2 separate regions of the Rattus norvegicus genome follow, and region 1 is linked to region 2. The links are chromatin contacts, called in public Hi-C maps. All regions are on one chromosome and are shown on one strand. Each heading gives the region's core, a stretch centred on a gene start, on an enhancer-like site or on the middle of the called end of the contact. The rest is flanking DNA. Distances are from core to core; before and after follow the strand shown. Region 1 overlaps Fyn (FYN proto-oncogene, Src family tyrosine kinase). Region 2 has its middle 7.7 kb from the start of Ccn6.

Region 1 (3,592 bases), core at 933-3,432, 220 kb after region 2:
GCCCCCAGCCTCTGACTGGCGGAGGCCGTCTTCCTCTGCCTCCCAAGTTCCTTTTACCAGAGGGAAAGGCCAGTCCTCACTGCCCCTTCTTTTTGCCCGTGGACCACTTCCACCCCCACATTTATATGATCAGTAAAAAAAAAAAAAAAAAAAAAAAAAAAAGGGAAGATACTCACTTCAACCCTTCTGTGTCACTTTATAACGATAGTGTAAAACATTGCATAATCCAGAGACAATTTCAAAACAGCCGTCACTGGATTTCTCAGTGCTGTAGGACACAGAATCTACGCAGGCCAAGTCCCCCTTCGTCCCTCCAGTTCTCTCCTCGTAGTCCAACCTTCACGTGTGTGTCCCCGCTGAAGCTTTCCTAACCAAGGCTGGAATTCCTGCCACCTGTCTTCCTGCTCCACATCTCAGAAAAGCCAAGGTTAGGAAAGATCTTCCCACAGGAGGACAAAGAAAGGCACCCAAATCCAAGTGGCAGCTGCACAGAGACATCATAGGAACGCGCGGCGTTCGTTCATGGCTGACGGCTGTGTTCTTAGGGTCTCTTCTAAATTATCACACGGAATGTAGTCCTTACAGAGACGTGCCATGGCGGGGTGATGGCATCTTAACTGATGTAACCTGACCAGTTCCGCGTGGTAGGGAAAATGCTGGAATGGGACCCCAGCTCCCTGATCCTAAAGTCATCCATCTTTCTTCTTTATGATGCTGCCTCTGAATAGCACAGGCCTTCGATACTCCACATTCCTTCAGTTGCCAGATCAAAATCCTAACTGTTTGTCGTTAGCATTGATTCAGCTGAATTCATTTTGCCATACATCTTGGAAGCGTAGTAGGTAAGTTAAAAACAAAAGCCTATGGGAAAACCTTAGGAAGTAGAACTTCCGTTTGAAAATGCAGTCCAAAGAGATCCTAGCAAGCTCTGTGGAACCCTATTCCAACAAATCAGGGGCGACGGCTCTTTCTGCCCGTCAACACTACCGACGGTGTTAATGGCAGGTCCGGACCTCTAAGGAAGTGCTTGCGGTGCAGAGAAAACGACAGGCAGTTCCTGGACGTACGCATGGGAGGCTTAAGTCTCAGGCAAACTCTCTGTACTTGTGACTTGGTAGGACTAAGATAGGAGTGAGAGTCCTCAGCTGAAGTGGCACCAGGGTGCCCTTGGTGGCAGCACCGTGGCTGAAAGCTGGTGTTGACCGGCCAGGGAGTGCTGGTGGGGAGAGAATCCCAAATGGAAAAAGGAAGAAAGCCTAGAGAAGAAAATACCCAGAGCAGACAGCAAGAGAAACCCAGCATAGTGAGTGGGAAGCAAGACAGAGGTGAGGCAGGTGAGGCAGGTGAGGCAGGGGGATGACCCAGGACAGGTCTGAGTGTGAGGTGAAGATAGGGTGACACAGGGATGCCTGGCACACAGGCAAGGCGAGGATGTCGGGCAGCCATGTCCCCAGAAAATAGGGCAGCCTCTGTTCTCTTCACGGTCGCCCTCTGGGATCTCATACAGACTTCACTAGACAGTCCTGCCCTGGTGTGCAGAGAGATGCTCTCCCACAGGCCTGAGACTGTGCTCGCTGCCCCAGAAGTAAGGTCATTTGGAAGTAAGCACACTCATGTATCATGATCCAGATTTGTCCCCTGATACGCCCTGAAGACCAGAGGGAAGTGTGGTGAGGTCCAGCGGTGACAGCTCACGGTGATGTCAGCCCAGGGGCCGTCAGTAAACACACATCTTAAGCCAGAACTCCTTCCATTTTCCAGCGTTTGCAGTGAAGACCTTAAAGACCATACCCTTACACGAGAGTCTCAGCTCTTTGGAAGCATGGCACTGTGTGCTTGCTTCCAGGTCCTGAGGCACGGAGAGCGAGCGAGCGAGCGAGCGAGTGAGCGAGTTGAGCGAGTGAGCGATATGCTGAGCTGATTAAAAATAGCATTCTAATGAAATTGTTGGGTGTGTCGTAGTCAGCTACAAATGGGAAGTTGTTTCCTGAGGAAGTTTGATAAACTGAAAGTTAGCTTCAAGGTACAGACATTTGTGTGGGGGATTTTGCTGCCCCTCCTTAGGCTTCCCTTTAAATCTTTTGCTAGTTAATTGTGAGTCCCACCCAGACACATATTTTAACAGCTACGACAGACCCCAGCTGTCCGTTACGGTAGCATGATGTAAGAGGTCAGAGCTTCTGAGGGTAGCATCCGGAAAGGAAGAGGAGGGGACTTTTTAATTCAGATGTTGCGCGTGTTTAAAGGGATGGAAGGGCACTGTTAGAGGTTTTCCTTCCTAAGACGGGAAGAGGGAGGAAGAACATACTTTTCGATTTGACATTTTCTCCTCAGTCCCCAGCCCTTAGGTTGTCTCAATGCTGAGGTAGCTCTCAGACGTGTTTTTATTTTGCTAGAGTGGTTTTTGCCATCATTTAAAAATCATGGCATTTCATATTGAAATAATCTAGATTTATGTCCTCTGTTTTAAAAGAGGGTGATTCGCCATTTCGGAGCCAGTCTCTTGGCTGTCTCCCCACAGAGGGTTCCTGGGTTCTGCCTCCTCCCTCTGGCCACAAGTGTTGGCTGTCATTCACAAACGCACTAAGATTAGTTTTGTTATGAACATGAAACAGGCAGAGACGGGGGCCTGGTTTCCCTTGTCCCCAGTTCCCCTGGCTCGAGATATCACCGGTCCTGTGGCGTTGGATTGTTTCACCCTGCTGCAGTCACAGTGACACAGCCGTGTCCCAGAGCGTAGGTGAGGAGCTGCACTCAGAGATGGTCTGCCCCGTCTGCTGCCGTGCCCGGCATGGCCTCTTCTGCTCCCAGCGGCCCCTCCTCTGCTACATCGTCTGTCTCTTCTGCTTTGCCGCCTCCTCCACTGTCCGTTTCAATGATTAATTTTCACCATTATTCAAGTATCACACCCCAAACTTAACTTTTAAAATCTTTAAAAAGTAATATAGCAAATAATTTTTCAAATATTTAAGAAAAACTTTAAAAAATAATTTAGCCAAAAGACAGTCCTTTTTAAAAGCACCTTTGATGGCTGGAGTGATGGCTCAGCAGGTAAGGGTACTTCTGCTCTTGCAGAGAGAGGACCTAGGTTCAGGTCATAGCACCCACCTAGCAGCTGTCCCCTGCCTGTTACTCCAGTTCCAAAGAACCCAACACCCTCCTCAGGCTTCCTTAGGGACCAGGCAGGCACGCGATGCCCAGGCACGATACTCATAGACATGAGATAAATTAAGACCGTCTCCCTACTCCCTTTTGTGGAGTTAACCGTGATTAACCCCTGGATGTGTTTTCTTCTCCTGACCCTTTCTATGTAATATAGTTTGTGGTCGTTTAACATAAGCAGGGTCGTGTTATGGTGCAGCGTTCCCGCCCTGGCTGGCATAAATAAATGTCTGCCTCGTGCACCTTATCCTCGTGCACCAGCACCGAGTGTCGAGATTCCCCAGCATGGCAGTTTTGTAATTACACTACTTAGCATGTTGTTGCCTTTAAGGTCATGCATCTGTTTTTCATAGGACCGTGAGCTCTTTGAAACAGAGCCTATCTCCCTCTGTCACAGTACCTGTCGGTGTCTGTTCACGCAGTCAGCAAG
Region 2 (3,911 bases), core at 230-2,729:
ATCCCTGAGCTGGGTGGTCCTGGGTGCTATACGAAAGCAGACTGAGCAAGCCACAGGGAACAAGTCAGTAAGCCTCCGCTCCGCTACGGTCTTTGCATTAGCTTCGGCCTCCAGGTTTCTACTCTGCTGGATTTTTTTTTTTGTCCTGTTCCACAATGAACAGTCGTGGGCTTGTAAACTAAATAAACCCTTTTCTTCCCTAGTTGCTTTAGTCATGGTGTTTCATCACAGCAACAGAAACCCTAACGAATGAACAATATGAGCCAACTAGACCCCCCAGAGCTCCCAGGGACTAAGCCACTAACCAAAGAGTACACATGGAGGGACCCATGGCTCCAGCCGCATATGTAGCAGAGGATGGACTTGTCCGGCATTAGTGGGAGGAGAAGCCCTTAGTCCTGTGAAGGCTCAGTTCCCCAGTGTAAGGGAATGCCAGGGCGGTGAAGTGGGAGTGGGTGGGTGGGAGGGGGAGCATCCTCATAGAAGCAGGAGGAAGGGATTGGGAGAAGGGGGAACCGGGAAAGGGGATAACACTTGAAATGTAAATACATAGTATATCCAATAAAAATGCCAAAAAAAAAAAAAAGCCCTCAAGACTGTAGCATAAAACATAAAACGTCTATATTTCATGTGATGGTGGGCATTAGGAGCTTCTAGTCTTCGTGTTAATTTTCACAAGCAAACAGACACACAATTTATTTTTCCTTTGTCCTCTTAAATGAGATCAGCTGTTGAAAACTCCCTTCACCCACGCAGCTCTCAAGCTGTTTCCGGACTTTCCAGCTCAAAGTTGCATTGGACCCTGGCGGTCGCTAGATGGCGCACCGGGTCAACGTTCCAGCCGAAGGCTCTTGATGGTCGCTGCCAGGGAAGAAAGGAGGCGCGTGTTTGCCGCAGAGCCTTGCATTATTGATCTCCGCTGCCGCAGAGGTGGGAGGAGCCCGCCGCCATCTCGCCGAGCCTCCTGCAGTAGCGCTAGGATGGTTGGTACAGGAGGCTTTTCCATCCCTACAAAAAGTCCTTGGCTGGGTGGACAACGAGCATTTCCCGGTCGCAAGCATTCGGCTTTTTCATTCCATAGCAAGATCAGATTCCTCCGTGGTGAGAATCCTTTTATTTCACCCGGCACTCTGAACAGCGGTTGTAGCTTTTGGAATCTTTAAATTCTTTAAATCCTCATTTGTTTTTAATACTCGACAGAATAGTGATACATAATTTACCAGCAGGAGAAAGACAATGAGATTAGTGGAGCAGGATGGGGTGGGGTCCAGCTCTCCTTTTAGTTTTCCGATCACAGAACATGCTTATATAGAAAAACGGAAGTACTCTTCACATAAAATGGTCTCGTGTCGATTTAACCACAGCCAAGTGTTCGCCAATCAATGTCACCGGAAATTTGCACAATTGGACAGACAGAGATGCTCTGACATTCAACCGTGGGTGGGGCTTCCACGTGATCTCTGCGGCGGCGCCTCGCCCTTCTGACCAGTAGAGGGCGACACGATCGATCAAGTGGGAATCTCAGACAATGCAAAAACACTTCAGAGTAAACAGCAAATGTGTTAACGCAGCAGTCCTTTTATTTGGTCAGTGTGTTCTTTGACTACAGATTTGCAGATTAGAATGTTATATTGTTCCCTTTCTTTGCCAGTCAGACATAGGAGGCATCTTTACGGCGTCTCGTTTGCCTTCTCCTACATGAAATACGTATAAATACAGTCCAAAGCAACTCGGCTCACAAATTCTAGAGCTTTTGCGCTTACAACCTTCAAATATAACTCGCCATCTTCCCCTGACTTCTCCTCCCTGAGGCTTCCAAAGCACTGCACAGACTTTCACCGGAAACACGGCTTCCTTTGCTTTGAAGTAGATCCTAACTTAACTCGTTCTTGTCTACAACAGGACTGACAGAGCCCTCCACAAATGATTCCCCAAATAAGCCGGAGTCAAGATTTCAACGTGGAAAGCATGTTTCAGTTCTGGATGTGGCTACTAAAATGCCATTTGAGTGCTGGGTGGACCTATCCCAGCGTCTCAAGACTTTATATCCAACCTTAGTATACATAGCTGCAGTAACCAAGAATTTTCAGTCTTAGGCTTAACTATCCAGATATGTTTAGAATCCTTTAAATCAAGTCACCTGTGCTCCCAGGTCCCCCTTCTGACCTGAAAGCAGCCATTCCCAGGCTCCTCCTTCATCTTGGTTAGGATTCCGGGTTCGGCAGCCTGCAGGCCACATTGTCCTCCCTTCTATGGTTCCCTTGAAGCCTAGAGACTCCAAAAAGACTTCCTTTCCTCCCACTCTAGGACAGAACTCACCGGGAACCCTGTCAGACTACAGGACATCCTCCTGTCCCCAGTAGAAGCAAAGGAGTCCAGAAACTGGGTGTGTAGGTTGACATCGAATGAAGTAAACTTCGTCCCAGGGAGAACAAGATAGTGTTAAAGAACCGAGTGCCGCTGTGGTGAGAGCCTGGCATTTCTGGAAGGTTAGGAAAAGGAGAGACAGCCGGGTTCCCACGGCGGAGACCATGGGAACTCCCTTTTGGGGGATCGTGAAGCTTTTCTCTGCTTAACACCTCACTCTGTTTACCAGCACCCCCAGTCTGTAGGGTTTCTCCAGTCTGCCTCTAGCCAAACGAGTGCGTAAAAATTTCACTTCCAGAAATAAATGTCAGCCCCAGCCCCAGAAGCTGCTATTGCGGTTGCCTTTTGCTCACCATCAGAGAAATAACGCCAAGGTCACGTGGTACAGATGTTGGTCTTGAGGAAGCTCGCATGGGAGCTTGTCAGGAAGCGATCAAGAGGAAGCACCACTGTGGGAAAGAGAGCTGGCTCTGCAGCCCCTGGGAGCAGGAGAGCCACTGCAGGTCAAGGGGCCACTTCTGCCACACAGCCAGCTCCTTTCTCAGGCTCTCTCACCCTGGTTAGGCTCAGTGACATCCCTAGACGGCAAAGCAATGCAAAGTGGCTGGGATATTCTATAATACGGAATGCGAGTGTGCCCTGGGGCACCGAACACGTGACTGGCATGAATGAAGAAAGGACACTTTAATTGTGTTCAGTTCAGTTCTTTGAATTGAAGTGGCCGCATGTAGCTAGAGGCTACCGAGCTGGACAGCATAACTCTGGAGTCGTTCTTTTGTTTCTTTGTTTGTTTGTTTTTCTTTTTTGACCAATGAATTTTATATCCTCTATTTTATGATTATTATAAGACAGTCTGCTGACAAAGAATAAAGAGAAAGAAAGAGAGAGGAAAAGAAAAAGGGCACACAGCATGAAAAAACGGTGAACTGATCTGATCTGATTTTATTTTTTTAAGGACAGTGATCGGAGGAGGCAATATGTGAAAGAGAACAGGAATCAGGAGCTCGCAGTGCATAGAATGGGCAAGTCACTGACTTTGAAAGTTCAATACTTCTAGAAATTTCTGCAAAGCAAGGTAAACAAAGGAGGCATGCCTGAGGCCAAGCTGGAAATATGCAGTTGACAACTGTTAGGATGTCCCATAACCTCAGTCTCTCCTGAGTCCAAAGCTCCATGCTTACCCATCTCCCCAGACTGTAGGGCGTGTCCCTTAACATCCTGCCTCAGTTACTGCTCTATTGCTGTGAAGAGACCATGACCAGGGCAATATAGAGGAGAAAACATTTAATCAGGGGCTTCCCTCAGTTTCAGAGGGTTGGTCTATGACCGTTGTGGTAGGGAGCATGGTGGCAGGCACTCATGGCTCTGAGTACTTACATCCTGCTTTCCAGCCCCATCACCAGACACAAGCTGTCTAGCCATACCCCTACCTCAGAGGAACCGAACTTTAGGTACAGAAAAGGGATGTCTCTCTGGGCCGATGATGGCGTGGGTGGTGCTTGGAATCTGTGGAACAAAGGGCAAAGAGCAGTGGTCTCAGGGAC

The links. Hi-C and Micro-C count contacts between places; a contact is called where the count stands out from the background.
Region 1: a contact with region 2 is called in a Hi-C map of liver, with 5 times the contacts expected there. The contact joins two enhancer-like sites.

The regions. Positions count from the first base shown.
Region 1 is chr20:44,368,464-44,372,055 of GRCr8, forward strand. All of the region lies in intron 2 of Fyn (FYN proto-oncogene, Src family tyrosine kinase), which reads left to right. Among named protein-coding and RNA genes, the nearest start is that of Fyn, 48 kb to the left of the region's middle. Within about 2 kb of position 2,183, at least 15 of the 93 cell types and tissues checked have an H3K27ac peak or open chromatin away from gene starts, as enhancers often do. A contact at or near this core is called in liver, where this site is marked.
Region 2 is chr20:44,145,517-44,149,427 of GRCr8, forward strand. No RefSeq gene overlaps it. Among named protein-coding and RNA genes, the nearest start is that of Ccn6, 7.7 kb to the left of the region's middle. Within about 2 kb of position 1,480, at least 75 of the 93 cell types and tissues checked have an H3K27ac peak or open chromatin away from gene starts, as enhancers often do. A contact at or near this core is called in liver, where this site is marked.